2 separate regions of the Bombyx mori genome follow, and region 2 is linked to region 1. Evidence: chromatin contacts called from public Hi-C data. All regions are on one chromosome and are shown on one strand. The core of a region is the stretch at or near the end of the contact, and the rest is flanking DNA. Distances in the headings are between cores, read along the strand shown. Region 1 holds the start of LOC101738941 (beta-alanine-activating enzyme). Region 2 holds the start of LOC101738398 (dolichyl-phosphate beta-glucosyltransferase).

Region 1 (5,935 bases), core at 2,100-4,599:
TTATTCTGTTCCGCTCAGTGGATATTGCTTTAACTCATAATGCAATTTTTATGTTTGAAAAACCTTCACTAACTGGGCCTGGAGATGTTTACATTTTATTACTAAATTTTATATATATATATATAATTTCGACATTAAAGCCTTGTAGGTTTCTGGATAACTCACCTTTCACTTTTATAGAGTGCAGGAGAAGCATCAACACATTTCCCAGTATCAAAAGTCCATTGGACAACAAACTCCACTGTATTAGAATTTCTAATGCCACCGGCACCTTTTTTGTAAGATATGCTATTTTCACCATGGCTGCTTGTAGATCGGTTTCTTTTGATACTCTTTTTGAATTTATTTTCTAAGCAGTTTGTGTCTTGGGTAATAGTTTTTAAAACATCACCAATACTTTTATTATGTGATAATAAATGTGGTAAAATATGTTTTCCTACTTCAGGGAAAGTTAATGAAAGTTTATTGCAAATTGTTACTGCTAGGAATGACGTACCACCAAGTGAAAAAAAACTTTTACTTTGAAGATCTTCATAATTCAAATCTTTATTTACTAAAGCCTTTAATTCTTTAAAAAGATATGATTTGATATTTTCCACATTTTGTAGTATGTTTGATTTTTTATAGATATTGACTAGGATTTCTTTAGAAGTCTTTCCATGAGCATTAGTAGGCAAAGTATCCACTCTGATCACCTTATCTGGCCAGTATTTTTCATCAAGCTTACATTTAAGGAAGTCCAATAATTCCTGACTGCTCAATGTTTCAGCTGAGAAGTATACAATGAGGAGGAGAGGGGTTTGCAGCCACACACATGAACAAGACCTTACTCTTGGACACTGCATCACAGTAGATTCTATAGAATGTAAATTGATTTTATGACCAAATCTTTTTATTGTGTCATCTACACGGCCTCTATAAAACACAGTCCCATTCCTTATCTCACCAATGTCACCTGTGTCAATAAACTTTATACTATTTTCTTCTTTGTTTCCATTCTTTCTATTAAGAAGAATACATTTTCTTGTTTTGCTAGCTGAAATGAAATAAATATTTTTTGGTAATATTTTAATAAAAACTGGCAGTGACAGCTAGGATTTGCATGTTTATTTACAAATAAGTTATCAAGTATAACATTGTAATATAGAAAACCATGGTTAATTCACTTAAAAATAATTAATTTTGACAACACTTGCATTTTGAAACCATATTATATTTAGTATAAATTTGGTGCACTTAAAATTTAACTCACCCAATATAATTTTACCCATAGTATTATTTTTCTCATGAGGTTGAACAAATAATTCTGTTTCCGATAGGCAGTTTCCCAATGGCACTTCCTTGTCTCCTGTAGTAACTTTATTTAGATCAAGTTCTGCTACACTTGCCCAACATGACATCTCTGTAACTCCATATAATGTGAATATTCTAGTTTTATTATTCTTATGTTTTAGCTCTTTCAGTATTTTAATTCCATTAAGCGGTTCACCTCCTAAAGCCAACACTTTGAGTGTAGATCTAGCACATAATATTTTATTCTTGATATTTTCATTAGAATGTTGAAAAAATTTTGATGGTGTTGTCTGCCAGAATGTTACAGAATTGTCATTGTCCTCATGAAATAATACTTCTGTGAGGTCTGGTGCAATAAGAAGTGATGCTCCATTTGTACATGCAAGTAATATTTCAACCATAGATGGATCAAAGGTCAGTGGAGTTGAAAAATAGATAACATCTTTTGAGGTAATGCTAAATAGTTTAGTTAAATCATCAATGTTTGGTTGTAGGCATTGTATTGGCACTTGTATGTGCTTAGGTTCCCCGGTGCTGCCTGAGGTTGTTGCTATAAATGAGTGTTGAGATACAAAATTATTTTCAGCAGTAGTATCACAACTGTAGAAGAGTATGTTCAAATCAAACATTGAAGCTGTTGTGTCAGGTTTTTTTCCAAATAATTCCAATTGAACATTATCTCTGTTTTTGTTGATCACAATTACTGCAGACAATTTGATTTTCCCAGTAATAATCTCTATGTCTTGAGGAGAATTCAAAAATATAAAAGAGGTACAACATTTGTGTGCCCTTAAACAAATAAAAGTAGATTATTATTCCATATAAACAACCTTTGGGGCAATGGTATAGAATTTTTCATATAATAGTAAAGGACATGGCTTATTTATATGGACATTTTTAAGTATGACCTCTTGATGAAGAGCTAGAGGACACACTGCCAATCTCACAGCACATCTGCTTATAGTACATGCAGATAGCAGATAACACACCAAACAAACAAAAAACTTTTTTAATTTGCATAATCTTATGTGAACATAGGAGGAAACAAGGAGTATGCTGATAACAGAGTCTAAATAGCTTCCAACTGCATGTTAATTTAATGTCCAGATTTGGTATAATTTCAGAAAGAGCCACAGTCAATAAGAAATTTTAAATTGTCTAATTTTTATAAACTCATATTTCAGGATCAATAATCTTTAAATTGTTTAGGTCGGCATTGTGAATAAAAAACATTTCAAATAAGTTAAGTAATTAATGTACTAAGTGATGACATGCAGGCAGAATACAAAGTCGTAGTGTAGTAGCTTTAAATAGAACTGTATTATGGAACACTTTCAATTTTATTATAATAAGTGTGTGTGAGCACACTTGGTATTAAGTGGTAACTCGAGTTCATAAAATTGCAATGTGAATGCCAAGATTGACCTCGGTATATGAAGAGTGTCAGTAATTCCAAGGTGCTGTCTTCCTACCAATAACACTACGACATAGTAATAGTTTCAGATATAGGGTTGGCGAGGCAACAAAAAATTTGTCTCAGTGGACAGTTAACGAAATACTTACGCTGCTATAACCGAAGGTATGATTGCATTCTTTTCCGAAACCAATGCTATGACACCTTTGTTGCATTTTAACTGTTGCAAGTTCTGCGACACGTATTCGCAGACTCCGTATAATTCTGAATAAGTATATGTATGATATTTTCCGCATTCGTATTGTCTAATGGCAACGTTACCGGGACTTCTCGCGCAAGTTCGCATAAAAACATCATAATAACTGCGATTCATTGTCACCATTTATAGATAGTTTAAATTTCATCTTTAAAAAATTTCATATAATTATCTTAGATTTCATTTGATTTAAGTGGTGGTCCTAGTTGAAAATTATGATTGTGTCTATCAAAACTACTTTTTGCTATGTAACTTCTGATAAAAATATTGTGAGTATTATGTATCTATGTCTATGACCTCTTCTACATTAAATTCAAAATTAATAAATAAATATTTTTTTTTATGAAATTTTTGTTTGTGTTTATTTTTCTGTACCATAGTTTTTTTTTTTGGTACAATTTTTCCTTGTTAGGAAAGGCAAGGGGATCTAAGCCCATACATCCTTTACCATAGATTATACACAATATTGTTCTGTACAATCTGGTACGGTATAGTCTGTCTCTGTTTTTTTTAAAGGGATTTTATGACCTGGTAATGAAGGCCTTTAGGTCAAGTCTTATTTTAATTTATATTCTTATTTTTATGAAAAATGATAATATGAAGTGAAATGAAATGAGATGAAATGATATAGTAAAAAATTTAATCTCAATAAAATGGTGGTCATTTACTGAGACTTTTCAGTGGATTTTTTGGAGGATCCCGAGAAGTTACGTTCAGCGGCTTTGTTTGATTTTCCCACATTTGGGCACTTTCACGGATACTAAACAGTTAATAAACCACCGTTCTTACACAATTAAACCTAAAGAAACCCCAAAGAGACAAAATAAAACAAGTCACACAACTTCACTCCTCGCGTTCCCGCCAAAAAGCCATATAAATAATGAAGTAGTGAGTATGGAGGATTGATTTGTTATAGGTTTCAGGCTCGACTGGCACCAACTATGTAAGTGTATTATGTATTTGGAGTGTAATATGGTGTTTTATGATTTCCGGTCTACTATGTAGTACGTGTTAGTTCGTACCTTTAGATAGAATATTTCCATTAAAAGCGCTTAATTAGGACAAAGGGACTATTTATGGGTATGGATATGGTATCATGGGGTCTTACAATAACTGGATTGAAATTACCAAAATAATATACAAAGGATTATTTTTAAAGATGAATAAAAATGAAATCGGTTAAAATGTAAAGGTAAATGCAAGAATTTTAAATTAAAAAAAATGTTTTATCATCTGTCCCGGGGGCCGGAGGACTACGCCCGTACGTCCGGGCCTCTGTAGGTAGCGGCTTCCCCCCGTGAAGGTTAAGGGGCGACGTGAGGGGGTAGAGGCCGCGCGACGCGCTATCAGCATTCTAGCGCGCTGCCAAGGAGATACGAAAGAGCAACCGGTTGGCAGTATATCGCGTTCCGACCCGGCAGGCTGGTTCTGGTACAGCGGGGCATTCCGGGACACCAGCGGCACCGTCTGGGCGGCCTAACGGGCTGCCGTACCGAGACGGCCGACGTTTCAGAGCCTTCGATTCGCCTCGAAGACTCCGTCGGCCGGGCGTCCTTGGGTCGAGCTGCGCTGTCTGGTTGCAGTGTTGACCGCGGTAACCCCCCTACCTCATCCGGGTTCTGACCTCAGAGGGGATCGGACCCTTGGGCGAAGAGTGTAGAGGAGTCGTTTAGTAGGTAGGGCCCTAAAAACATCCTTGGGCCCGCGGTTTCGCAGTCGCGGATCAGTGATGACCAGTCCCACATACCTCACGCGCTCACTGGACGTGGGGACCTTGTAGGAGGTTCGGACCCGGCACGAAAAAAAAAGAAAAAGGTATTGTCATCTGTTGACTTTTTGGCGCGAACGTTGAAGAGCGAAGTTGTGTGAATTATTTTATTTTTTTATTTTGTTAATTTAGTGTTTTTTAGGGTTTCAATGTGAAATAAGTGTGGTTTATTTATCTGTTAAAGTGCACAAATGTGGGAAAATGAAACAAAGCTGTTAAACGCAGCTTTTCGGGTTTTCCAGAGTCCACTGAAAAAGTTTCTATAAATAACCACCGTTTCACTGAGACTATATTTCATCCCATCTCATCTCATTTCATTTCATTTAATTTCAACTTCATTTCATCTCCTTCCGTATCATTTTTTCATTAAACAGAATATACAATAGATTAGGCCGTAAGCTGTGATTTCTTCACTTTTCCAGTGGGAGGAACTACTTACCTACCTACTGTTACTGGATCTCTTGGGAGTCCGCACGGGTAGGTACCACCACCTCGCCTATTTCCGCCGTGAAGCAGTAATGCGTTTCGGTTCGAAGGGCGGGGCAGCCGTTTTAACTATACTGAGACCGTAGAACTTATATCTCGAGGTGGGTGGCGCATTTACGTTGTAGATGTCTATGGGCTCCAGTATCCACTTAACATCAGGTGGGCTGTGAGCTCGTCCATCCATCTAAGCAATAAAAAAAAAACCTTGGCTAGTGGCCGAGTTCACGAGGTTCAGCCAGAGAGAATTTGCTAACAATTGGCACGGGAAGAGCAATACTTCGCTGAATCTACCACTGAATCCTAATTGCAATCCACGCAGAGATTCGGCGAGTAATTCTATGGATTGTGTCTGTGAGTTACTGTTAAGCTGCAAGCGAACTCGCATTTGACGACTTCGACGAGGACGGTGACCAGTGCCGGATTTTCCTGACAACACCAAGCGTGGATCAGAGTCAAGGGCGAAGGCGGCTGTTCGTCATTGTCAGTGCCAATCACTCACTACCGAATGAGCCGACTATATTTAGAAAGTGTAACGAAAACACGTCAATTACAGTACCCGGCCATAAATACTGAACATCGACTTTTAGAAAGAGACAGTCGGCTAATTTCGGCTTCGTAGAGCGTTATTTTTGTCGCACGAAATATTAACAATCTCGTATATATTAGGATCGCACTGTATCGCACTTGAAGAAGAGCTGATCTAGGTAGTGCGTGAGAG
Region 2 (5,935 bases), core at 1,356-3,855, 140 kb before region 1:
TGTATAAATACCGACGGTTAGCATATCTCTGTTGCATTCGTATTCTACCCACCATAACGTGTACTAAAGAGAATATATTATTTCGTGTGAATGTAAATTGTCTCAATTGTCACCGCCACCCTGAGGATCCGTTTATACTACAGTATACCTACTAAAATAGAAGCCTAGCAAGAAGTCCTAGGGAAGAATAAAGTATTATAAGTAATCAAGTCCTTAGAAAATGTACCGTATATATATTTATATGCATATAGTAAAAAGCGGTTATTTCAATATTACAAACATGCACTGCAATTTTATTTATATCTATATATTAGCTGTCCAGTCAGAGTCGCCGCGTGTATGACACTATATAGAAATCCCTTGCAGAACTGAGACGTGTTTAGTGGTACGATGAAATGTGTTTTTTCAGGGCTCAAGCTATATCCATACCGAATTTCATTAAAATCGGTTCAGTGGCTTGGACGAGAAAACATAACGTGCAGAGAATTATATTGCTAATATAAATCACTATTCCATTTCTAAAATAGATTAGTACTAAAGTGAATTCCGAAAAGCTTTACTGACGATATTTTTTTGCAGCATCCGATTTTAATGAAACAAACTAAATATTCTACTCCAAATTAGTTTTTGTTTATCCGTGAGAACTACACGAAAATCCTTTCAGCAAATCCTGAGATGTGCGGAAACAGACAAACTGTCGAAAAGACAAAAATAAAAATTATGACATAAATAAGTACTAAAGTCAACCCAATATTTTTATACAACGGTACACACTTACTAAATGGATACCTCTAGTTTTGAAGTCGTCGTGGCCGCCCGGATAAGACGCCTGGTGCATTGATATCATGCAATGCGACTGTGCCAGTGTTCGAATCCCGCAGGCAGGTACACATTTTTCTAATTAAATATGTAGGTACCTACGTAACAAATACTTACGAATAACTTCCACGTAGGAGGAATAACATCGTGTATAAACAATAAAACCTGCAAAAATCATAATTACCTAACTGAGGGTGATTACCTTAACTATTTTGGTCGTGAAGCAATAATGCGTTTTGGTTTGAAGGGTGAGGCAGCCGTTGTACTGTATAAACTAAAACTTAGAACTCATATCTGAATTTGTATGAGGGCATTGATGTTGCTTAATAAGCATAATATACTGTGGGCTCCGGTAATTACTTAAGACCAAGTGGGCTGTGAGCTCATCCACCCATCTAAGCAACAAAAAAACTGTATATATTTAAATTGTAACTGTGTATGTCCTTAATAGGGTGTTCTAAAAGAAAACAAATAAGAAATACAGAATACAAGGTAAGAACATAAAAAACATATTAGTTTGTTACAGATTTGTGGTAATTATTGAAAATAAAATATTGTTTAATCTGCTTGGAGTGTTATTCTGACGGTCCATAGAAAGCCATAGTATAGTACATTCCATAGTATAATATTCCCGAATTTAGTGACCTCGACGTGATCTTTTCCCCAACATCGTCTTCAGAAACTGGTTACTACTGGAAGCTAGAAGTGCACAGTATAATGCACAACAGTAATGGGTACGTTCAATAAGTACATATAATAAACACGAAAACTCTCCCAGGCGACGGGACAGCACAAAGCCGCCTTAGCGCCCGCCTTAGCCAAATTATATCTTTTCGGATCCACCGAATCCGCTCGGTGCTTCTATGGTCTCCAAGCACCGGTTGCCGTTCTGGTCTCGGTCAATAGTTCGACGTCCAAACTAGCCCATAGACACGCTCCACTGAGTTTCTCGCCGGTTCTTCTCAGCTGGTTGCGATTCCGATCTGAAATGTGAAAGATTTAGCGAAGCACTGTTCTTGGTAGGCCTAGTGCAAAAAAATCCTCCCAAGTTGAGCCCACACGGGGCTCTCTTACCAAGCTGAACGTAATTGGAATAGCCCCTTACCCACTGCTACCAAAAAAGAGGTGATGAATAAAAAAAAATTTCTTTTTCGTTTTCAAAAACAATGGACTTTTTGCTGGGAATACGAGGAGCGAAGTTGGGAACAGTGGATGGAAATCCAGGGGTTACAGTTAAAAAAGATAGACTACGTAATCATTGATCAAGCGTTCGAGCATGTTTACCCGAGACTGAGCGTCGCACTTTTCTGTGTCACATTGTCACTGACCGACATAAGTGACTACAGATCACAGGAAACCGTCTCAGGCAGGCGCATCACGATCAGCAATGAGCGGTCGATTAGACGAGTGTCTTTTCATACTTAAACGTGTAATAACGGTGTTTCTTTTACTGTTTAGCATATGTCACAATGCATGAACGTGGGAAAATGAAACAGTCGCTGGACATGGCTTCTCGGATTCTGCTAAAAACTCCACTTAAGTTTCTATAAAGAGTTATCATTTTACTGAAACTATATTTCATCTATCTATCTCATCTCGTTTCATAGAATTTTATCACAATTGATTACAATCTCAAAAAAAACAACTTCACCAGACTTCACCTCATTTTATCCATATTATTTTTCATATTTCAGAAAATATATATTTATGGCTGTATGATGTAATATCGTCGCCTTGCCGTTGGAAAACTACCAATCAAATGTGACAAGCAAATATCTGTCAAGTTTGTCAGTCTTTTGACTGTTTACCTCGTGAATAAAATTTGAAAACCAAGTTCATAGATAATACACATAAACCAAGTTGAATCAAATACTTACACGTATGTATATACTGTAACTATCATTTCTGATCGTAGATACCAAAAATAATTGGTCAAAGAAGGATAATTAATTCTTCATTTATTTATTAAAACAAAAGAAATGAAGGTTTAAAACAAATTTAACTAAACTTAAATGTATAATCTATGAACTAAACTAAATTATATTGTAAGATGGATCTCTTAACAATATTTCTGGTAATGGTTTTATATGGTATTGCTATAGCGTTGGCTCTATTAATTGTGGTAAGTTTGTTGACTTAATCTTTAATAATCTTAAAACTGTTAAATTACTTTAATTTCAACCTGTAAAAATATCACAATATTAACTTGTCGATATTTTTTTAGCTCGTTATAATACTATATATAATAACCGATACGTATCCTGTTGTGGAGCGGTATAAAGATGAAGAAACATACAATGATTACTTAACAAATACTAAACTGAGATTCCCCTCTATACTTGAAGAAGAATCTGTTAGCTTAAGTGTAGTTGTTCCTGCATATAATGAAGAAAAAAGACGTAAGTAACTTTATGTGGAACTATCTTTTGGCCTACAGTTTTGCTTGTACTTCATTTCCTGGTTCATGCAGGTCCTGAGCTCCTCAGTAAGATGAAAGGTAGCATATATGTTCTCAGGGTGTAAGCCATTTAATTATAAATTTCATCAAAATTATTTCACTACTTTGGGCATGGAAACAACAGACAGACAGTTACTTTTATTATAATAAGATTATTTGCTAAGTAACTTTGAAAATCCAATGGTTTAAAAGTAAATTCCAAAAATATTTAGATGATCACTGCTTTTTTTCAAAATCTGATTTAAGGAAAGAAAGTATCTGGAAAGTAACTGGTCTACCTTTGAACACCACACGAAAATTAGTATTTTACTTCTGAAGATTTATATGATCAAATAAGGCAGGCAGAAAATTGATTTTTGTTCTACTGCTCTTAGTTAATATTTCTATTTTTATTGTTTTTTTTTTTTTCAATGAATATAATGTGTATTGATCTATTAATTCTTCTAAGTTTTTAAAAATATTTCATATTAAAGTTATAAGAAATTCAAATAGAGAATAAGTAAAATGAGCTTCCAAAAATATATAAAAATGTTTTAAAGTCATTTTGTGATACAGTGAAGATTTTACTTAATGATTTGAGAGCAGTGACAAGTACTTTTTTGTCAAAGTTTAAGTCCTCTGTTAAGATCCTAATGTGAAACTGTTTCAACAGTCCGTTTGCAAGTCAATCAGTTTCCAAACTGACGTCTCAGTGTCTAGTTTGGTTTCTGATAACAATAGGCTCCAGTGCCAACTAAATACCAACTGGAATGTGTACATTAAAGAAACTAAAAATTATCTGGAATTAACTTTCTTAAATCTATGGCATTTAATATCATTTGTATTCACAATTGACACATTATCAACATTTGTTACTTCCATCAAATGCTAGTCTTCTACTTCTACTTAGTCTTACTCAAATCTTCTACTTAAATCTTCTACTTAGATTGACAATTGACTATCACCTGATTCAAATTACAGTTCAGTCTGAGTATTTTTGATCATTTTTAACAGTTTGTTCACTGATGATTGATATTCCTCAGTGCCACCCATGTTGGATGAAACAATTGAGTTCTTGGAGAACCGACAAAAAGAAAACCCTTCATACAAATATGAAATAATCATAGTGAGTGACGGAAGTAAAGACAGCACAGTTAAAGTAGCCGAGAGCTACTCCATAAAATATGGTAGTGACAAAGTGAAATGCCTAGAGTTAATAAAGAACAGAGGAAAAGGAGGAGCAGTCAGACTGGTAGTGTTTCATTTCTATAATAATTTTAAATATAAATAGTTTTTTTTAACCTCTGATAAATAAACATTATAAAATTTCAGGGCATACAAAGTTCGAGAGGTGCAACGATATTGTTTGCAGATGCAGATGGTGCCTCAAAATTTGAAGATTTGACGAAATTAGAAGTCGCCCTAAAGGATATTGTGAAATGTGATCCCCTCAAAGATGTTAAAACAACTAGTGAAAGTCTAGGAATTGTAATTGGTTCGAGGGCTCATCTTGAAAAGGAATCTTTAGCAAAAAGGAATATTTTTAGGTATATCTAAAAGTACTGCCTACAAGTACAGAAGTCATGTTCTTACACAGTTAATTTTCATGCAAAGCTATAATGTCGTAACACATCACCTGTTCATTCATATTTCAAATGGGATTATAAATGTTAAAACAATATAACATGTTACAGGAATATACTTATGTATGGATTTCATTTTCTGGTCTGGTTGTTCACTGTAAAAGGTATAAAAGACACACAGTGTGGCTTCAAACTTTTCACTAGAAAAGCAGCAAGAATATGTTTTGAAAGCTTACATGTAAACAGATGGTAAGGCAATATTTCAATTCCTGTTTAGCTTTTACTGAATTAAAACCTTTCCTTTTATAGTATGTGAGACAAAAATAAAGGCTTTGTAGCAACCAGTTCAGACATTTGCTTCACTTGAGAGTACCTACTTAAAGTAAACCAGACTAATTGGAAGATGTAGAAAAACATATCACATAATTTCTGTGCGCAAATTTTCGATTGACCTTTTTTATTGCTAAGACAGATAAATTAACTCAAGTACCACCTGGTGCTTAGTGATTACTGAAGCCTTCACTACATAAAGTAGCAGTTTAAATTTTATTGTAATGTATCCATATCCAATTTCATTTATCCCTTCGAACCGAATCGAACTGCATTACTGCTTCAAAGCAGTAATAAACAGCCAGGTGGTACCAACCACTATCGTGTGAACTTACCATATCAGCAATGAGCAATATGGATGTTCTTACAGACGTATTTAAACAGCTCCTCAATAATTCAATACATTTCAACCTCAATATATTATTATGAATGGTAATTATATTGTCTATAATTTAACACAATATGTATTCATTTTCAGGGCATTTGATGTAGAGTTATTGTATATCGCACAAAAATTAAACATTCCAATATCCGAAATACCAGTGAGGTGGACAGAAATCGAAGGATCAAAAGTCACGCCAGTTGTCGCTTGGATACAAATGGGATGTGACCTAGGCCTTATCTGGCTTAAATATAGAATAGGAGCTTGGAAGATAAAAAGCGAAAAAACAGAGTGATCTTTAATGAAAAAATCAATTTATTATATTTATTAAACGGATACATTGTGTAGTTCTTTGATGAAAAATATAACTTTCAATAACAATCT

Evidence for each region. Hi-C and Micro-C count contacts between places; a contact is called where the count stands out from the background.
Region 2: a contact with region 1 is called in a Hi-C map of midgut, with 2.7 times the contacts expected there. The contact joins the promoter of LOC101738398 here to the promoter of LOC101738941 in region 1. A contact is called at or near these places in 3 of 7 Hi-C or Micro-C datasets (middle silk gland, midgut and posterior silk gland).

The regions. Positions count from the first base shown.
Region 1 is chr13:13,895,197-13,901,131 of ASM3026992v2, reverse strand. LOC101738941 (beta-alanine-activating enzyme) reads right to left here and starts at 3,349. Exons shown (of 6, transcript XM_004927706.5): 1 at 2,857-3,349; 2 at 1,253-2,082; 3 at 166-1,036. The coding sequence starts at 3,089.
Region 2 is chr13:14,030,577-14,036,511 of ASM3026992v2, reverse strand. LOC101738398 (dolichyl-phosphate beta-glucosyltransferase) reads left to right here and starts at 2,605. Exons shown (of 6, transcript XM_004927702.5): 1 at 2,605-2,941; 2 at 3,044-3,218; 3 at 4,300-4,508; 4 at 4,589-4,803; 5 at 4,951-5,088; 6 at 5,648-5,932. The coding sequence starts at 2,870. The coding sequence ends at 5,846. It also overlaps a transcript of Alg-2 not described here.